2 separate regions of the Drosophila melanogaster genome follow, and region 2 is linked to region 1. A link is a contact called in public Hi-C data. All regions are on one chromosome and are shown on one strand. Each heading gives the region's core, a stretch centred on a gene start, on an enhancer-like site or on the middle of the called end of the contact. The rest is flanking DNA. Distances are from core to core; before and after follow the strand shown. Region 1 holds the start of Aladin (aladin,). Region 2 holds the start of Kap3 (Kinesin associated protein 3).

Evidence for each region. Hi-C and Micro-C count contacts between places; a contact is called where the count stands out from the background.
Region 2: a Hi-C map of the Kc167 cell line shows a contact between it and region 1, with 2.8 times the contacts expected there. The contact joins the promoter of Kap3 here to the promoter of Aladin in region 1. A contact is called at or near these places in 2 of 107 Hi-C or Micro-C datasets (the Kc167 cell line and the S2 cell line).

Annotation. Positions count from the first base shown.
Region 1 is chrX:9,271,996-9,275,145 of dm6, reverse strand. Aladin (aladin,) reads right to left here and starts at 1,733. Exons shown (of 4, transcript NM_001298120.1): 1 at 1,235-1,733; 2 at 890-1,174; 3 at 456-832; 4 at 1-219. The coding sequence starts at 1,632. Cfp1 (CXXC finger protein 1) reads left to right here and starts at 2,186. Exons shown (of 3, transcript NM_132328.3): 1 at 2,186-2,480; 2 at 2,543-3,150. The coding sequence starts at 2,257. snoRNA:CG16892-a (a small nucleolar RNA gene) reads right to left here and starts at 432; the gene lies at 284-432.
Region 2 is chrX:11,338,103-11,341,410 of dm6, reverse strand. It overlaps Kap3 (Kinesin associated protein 3), which reads left to right and starts at 1,327. Exons shown (of 10, transcript NM_001103480.2): 1 at 1,327-1,673; 2 at 2,001-2,197; 3 at 2,622-2,739. The coding sequence starts at 2,163. CG34348 reads right to left here and starts at 1,538. Exons shown (of 4, transcript NM_001103484.3): 1 at 914-1,538; 2 at 666-804. The coding sequence starts at 959.

The DNA.
Region 1 (3,150 bases), core at 484-2,983:
CGCTCAGATAGTAAGCCGCCGAAATCTGCAGATCGAACTTCTGTATGAAGGTGCGGAAGACGGCGATGCAGTTGGTCGCCTTGAATGTGACTACCAGATAATTGCCATGCGGATCCCAAGCAAGCTGCTGGGCGGGACCACCGACAAGCGTGCGATTCGCATCAATGCTACAAGCATTTAGATCTGCAATGGGCAGGATTTCCTTCTCATCCGCCGAAGCTGCAAGGAGATACAAAAACGGAATATGTTAAATATCAACTAGTACATTGGTACCGGTTTTTGTTTTTGTAGTCAGCATTATACAGGCGGTCTGTAAGCTGCAACAGCCGCCAACCTGTTACTGACTGCTTTGATCTGGGGCAGCCCCAAATCGCACCCTTGTATCTGACCACCGTTTCAGTTCAGACACTGGGAGCAGACTGCCCTGAATACGTACTCAAAGCTTTCGTACTTACAGGATAGCAGACTCTGTTGCACGAACTGCAGGCGGTAGAGAATCGGTTCGGCACTGCTGACGAAGAGCAGGAAGCGACCGCAGGGCGACCAACAGGCTGTTTGGACATAGCCTCCGGGACCGCACACCCATCGCTCGGTGGTCCATTGCTGGTGGCAGTTCCACACGCGGAACACCCGATCCACGGTGGCTGCGAACAGCCAGTCATTATCCGGCGACCACTTCAGCAGCGAGCCCGGCGGACCCAAACGCTTGAGTGGCTGCATCATTCCGGTGTCCGGCTGCCAGATAATAATGGAACGATCTCCTATTGAGGCGGTGGCCAACTGGGTGCCATCCTTGTTCCACTGCATCGAGGTTATTGGCAGATTGTTTGGGCTAAAAGGGAAAATAAGTTATGTATTTACCAACTAACGATAAATTTTCTATACTGACTATTTAAAAATCTCGCTGGGTGCATTTGTGCGTCCCAAATGCAAAGTGCTGTCCACTTCCCAGAAACACAGACCCTGCCGACAACCTATCACGATCTCGGAAGCGCAGAGTGGACGCCACGCCATGCAGGTGATCTGCGTTTGGGATGGACTCTTTAAAACAGTGGCAGTGGTCGCACTGGAACTCTTTGTGTAGATGCGCACCACATCGTCTACACCGGCTACGGCTAAGCAAAAGAAGTGCTGATTCCAGGCAAGATAGCGCACATCGCTGTTGAGCCAATCCCTGAATGAATGGGACAGTAAGGTTTAGGTATTATTGGTCAGTTGGCTGCGCCCCACCCACCTGGTCTCCACGAACTGAGCAATACGCTCTGCACTAAGCTGCTGGGTGTGCGGGAGGATCCTCAGGCCGGTGGCCAGGCCCAGAAATTGTGCGATTAAATCACCCGCCTGGGCAATAAGCGGCGCCTGCTCCCTGGTCTCTGGGCTGCGTGCCTCCTCCAGCGTCTTCCAGAATCCGCCATTAAAGAAGCTGCGAGCTATGCGCTTTAGGACACCCTCATTCACAGATACGAAGCTCTGTCCGCCGTAGTACCGCTGACCAGCCGGATTGGCCAGAAGTTCGCTGTTCAGGTTTATCTGCGGATAGCGTTCCAGCTCTGGGATGTGATTGTGCCGCAGCGCCAGATCCGGCAGCGTGGAGAACGGCGGACACTGTTTTAGGTTGCTCAGGGCCGCCATAATTGCAGACTATTCACATTCAATTCAGTTCAGTTGAGAAAAAATGGTAACGAAATACAAAGAAAAAACCGCGCGGTTATTAGAGGTGAGAAAAAGCCGACAATGTCAGTGGTAATTCGATGCTTAATTTTTCTATCGATGTTTAATTTTACGAAACTTCGAAAATACTGGGCCGCGGCAAAATCTTAAAGATTATCGAAAAATAAAAATTAGGTATATATAAAGTAACAATCTTTTGTAGGTTTTATATTCACGTTGTTTCTCTTTCAAGAACTCTATTTAATCTCATAGATCTCGAACACACTATCGTTTGTTATTAAGACTATGGAATTAGTTCTCTCGATATAAGTGTTACGAAGCATTTTATATTTATACACAGCTTACAATAAATACCTAAAATTGTTTTTATTGTATAGTCATACATCAATTAAAATCTACAACGTAGTTTTATGCTAAATATTATATATTTTATTAGGCCAGAACCTATCGATTGTCTGCAATACATTATTAGTAGGCTATCGATATCCTTTCATTCACCATCTCCATCGCAAAAAAAAATTCCATGAAACTTAATTGACGGATTTGGATTTGGACTGGATTTGTTGTCGGAAAGATTGCTGCGAGATGACGGACAAGCGCAAATATAAGAAGACCGTAAGTTTCACCCGCTGCACGGCAATCATATTTTTAACTACAAAGGAGGTTTCCAAACAGAAAGAGGAAATCAGGCGGGAGATCGCACGGGAATTTGATTTGCCTGAGCGCAAGTCCAAGATAGCCACCATTCTAAAGCAGGAAGACCAAGCGTACTGCATATGCCGCTCCTCCGACTGCTCCAGGTTCATGATGTGAGTTGAATGGCCTTAAAGGGCTAGATCCCGGCTAACTACTTGTACCCTTCGCTTTCCAGAGGCTGCGATGGTTGCGAGGAGTGGTACCACGGCGACTGTATAGGGATCACCGAGAAGGAGGCTAAACACATCAAACAGTACTACTGCCGGCGCTGCAAAAAGGAGAATCCCGAACTACAAACCATATTCCGCCTGGTGGCCACCGAACGGGCAGCCGCATCGAACGCCGCCTCTACAAGTCTCAATGCCCCGGGCGTAGGTCCATCGGGAGCTGCGCCTGCTGCTGCACCGGTGGCGTCCGCAACAACCAGCCAGCAAGCGCCGCCACCGACCACTGCGGCAGCGAAGCGCAAAAACAGCAGCGCCCGAGAACCAAAGATGGGCAAACGTTGTGGTACCTGTGAGGGATGCCGGCGTCCCAATTGCAACCAGTGCGACGCGTGCCGCGTTCGCGTGGGCCACAAGCCGCGCTGCATATTCCGCACCTGCGTTGTCCAGGCGGCGACGGTCTTAAAGGAGTCGCAGGCAACTCAAGCCGGCCCAAGTAGGAAGCGGGAAAAGGCGGCACCCAAGAGTCGCAATGTCCAAGTGGGCCCGCGGGCGGCCAGTCCGGAGATATTCCTCAATCCGGAGCTACAAGGCATCCGGCAGTGCTACGGACCCAATT
Region 2 (3,308 bases), core at 78-2,577, 2.1 Mb before region 1:
ATCAATCCTTTTTTTTAGATCGATAACAGCAGTTTTTACAACTGAAATCTAAGAACTCAAGTAATTGCTTTAGTTTCAAAAACTTTTTCGAGCTAGAAACACATGTAGATTATGCTTATCGTATTAATTTACTTAATTTGCAGAAAACGATCAATTATTGCTGAGCACTTTTTTTAATGCCCATAATTTCGATGATTCAACACATATTCACGGTTTGTCAAAATGTTAATTTCAGCGTTTTGGGAAACAGCTGCATCATAAGTTCCCTTAAAAACAGTGAAAACTAAGTTTATTGGACTATATTACGTTTTCTGTTTGCCTTATAGAGTGTCCACTGTATTCCCGTGCTTTGTTTTATCTAGCTTTTTTTGTTGGCAACACTGGCTGCCCAACTCTCTCCCACTCTACGCCCCTTCCTTACAACGCCATCTCTTTTTATGTTCCCTTTTAATTACAGGTGCAGAGCGGGACGGAAGACGCCGGCCAAAGGGGGAAGGGGTGCGTGGTAAGGGTGAGTGGGGGAAACTTGGCTCCAAAAGTGCGCGATCAGCATGAGAGAGTTCATTAACAGTTGCAATTGAGCCCGCGAAGCACACTGTAATTGTTGTAATTCCAATTTCCCACCCAACTTATACGCAGCTTTCCAACATTTCCATTTCGCTTACCTGTGCAGCTTGTAGATGAATAGCACCAGGAACGAAATGTAGATGAGGGCCACGAAGACCAGCGGCAGCAGAAAGGTGACAATCAGGGGGGTGAGGAAGCGATATAGCCATAGCGAATAGTCCAGATCGATGTAGGAGGCTAGAATCACAAGGTATGCAGTTGGTGGAGGGGCATTTGTTATGTATGTATGTATGTACATAGGTCAGCGGTGCGCCTTATCGGGCGCCAAATATTCGATATTACTCACACAACAGGGAGTGCAGCGTTTTGTACAGGTTCTCCAGAAATTCCATTGTCAGGCGCTGCTCCACCTCATTTGTTGTTCTTGCGCGAAAAGAGAAGCGACCGCCCACCACAACAAAAACACAAAAAAAAACGGTAGAAAAAAGAAGGGAAAATACGACAGAACAAAAAAAAAAAAAAAAAAAACAAATCGGTTTGGCCTGATTTTGTACACTTTCTTCGGCTCGCTTTGCGCTTTTCGAATTCTTTTCGCTTCCTCCTGCTTGGCGATTCTTTTAAATGGTCATCGTATAGTGCGTTTCATTTGAATCAGTATTTAGTATTTGCGCGGCTTGAAATGCATTTTATTTGCATGTTATTTGCTATTGTTATTGTTATTGTCAGTCGAGACTGTTTGCTGGTTTGTTTGTTGTGATTTTCCTAGCACAATGTAAACAATTCGCGGCGCTGCGCTCCACTCGGCTCACACGCAGTAGAGACAACCGACACCGTTCGCAGTCAGAAACATTGTGATCGCGCCGCGCTTTTTTTTGGTTAATAATACTACAAAGTAGCGATTCTTTTATTGTTGTTCCTTCATTCCATTTCGTTTGCTTTTCTGTTGCTCATCTACGTTCTTTGCACCTGGCAACGCCGGCCCAGCTGTTCTGGCTGCAGTCGTTGCCAGACTTTGGTTCTTGGCACCCAGAACAGAACAGTGATGCTCTCTTGGCTAATCACACCTGTTTCTAGCCGGTCAAGGAAGTTCGAGGAAAAACAAAGTTGTTAGTATACTGCATATTATGAATGGCAAGTTCCCAATTAGAATACAACCGCCAACTTGAATTTGAACATTCGCTTATTGGTTTGTATCGATTGAGTGCTATCGGTAATTGCCGGGTGCCGTGGCACCATCGATAGTACCGCCAGTGAGCAGACAGTTGTGCCAGCACTAGCACTTATCGACATTAAATCGGAAGTCGCATTGCAATCGCATGCAATTTGTTTTGTTATTAATTTTCCAAATAATCTCGGGCCTGGTGCTGCTGCCAATTGTGATTCACTACGTCTATTACATAATAAATGCGATTGCCGGCGATCTGTGCGAGCAGAAGAGAGCGCAAAGAGAGCAGCAGCTGCAAAGGAGCCCCACTCCGCGCCACCAAAACCGCCACCCCCCGCATCCGCCACCCACCGAAGAGGAGCCTGTGCTTTCCATAAACAATTTGACAAATTCTAGTCGCTCTCCGACAGCAGCAGCAACAACAACTGCAATGCAAACAAACGATGACGCCAAGTTTATAAAAAAGTGCGTATGTATGGGATTAGATCGTGCGTGCGTGCGTGTGTGTGTTTGTTTGTTTTCATGTGTGGGTGTACAAGTGGCCGAAGAACAAAAGAAATAGCTAAAGCACTCGTCATGCGTCAGAAAGAGAGCCACAATCACCTGGCGCTCTCTATTGATTTTCCACTTTGCGTTCACGCTTCCTCCTTTTGTTTTTTGTTATTTGCAACCGTTAATCGTTATTCGTTATTCGTTGGGTTCTTAACTTTTTTGTTCGTTTTATTAAAACAAAAGCACAAGTTAAGCCAGGCTCAAAAAAAGAATTGGATTGAAAAATCTATTACCTCATTACGCATTGAACCGCATAATTTATGATTGATCCAACAATTTGTCTCGCTCTCAATCCAAAACAAATGCAACGACAACAACAAACAAACAAACAACGAAGGAGGTGGAAAGGCGGATCCATTGAACCGCATCCCACGGATAAGGCGCTGATTGTCAACTACCAACTGGAGGCCACCGTCTTCGGGGAGCCCAACAATCCGATGATCGAGGAAAAGAAGGTAAGAACGCACGGTTACACATCGCTGCACTGGGAGAAAATGCTAGTAGATATTAGAAAATTAAAATAGGACCAGCATTATTGGTATCAAAGATGTTGATAGGGAAAGAATATAATAACAACAATATGCGAACATCTGTAACTTAGTTCTTAACTATGTTAGGTTCATAAAAAAAAAGGAAACAAAGTTGATCCTTAATCGAATAGGTTGAAAAATTGATCTAGATGTGTACACATACATATATTGCTTATTAGTTTAAATACTAGCAGTCATTGTTCTACAAAAACATCCGAATGAGTACTTAAAAAAGCTACTTCTGTTTCTTCCGGTGTGCCCCGAAAAGGGTTAAGGGGCGGGGGGCAGAAGCTGACATTGAGCGGCCCAATCGATAGCGCAACAACAACGGGGTCGATGACGGCCTGCGCTCCAAGTAGTGAGTGAAAAATGTAAAACCACAGCAACAAAAAAAAAAAGATACCCAAAAGCGGTTGGTTGGCCGGGTCTTTAACCTCAATTCACGTTTTTTGGCCGAGCGACAAGCTTATTTTTCGCCGATTGTTCACGACCAT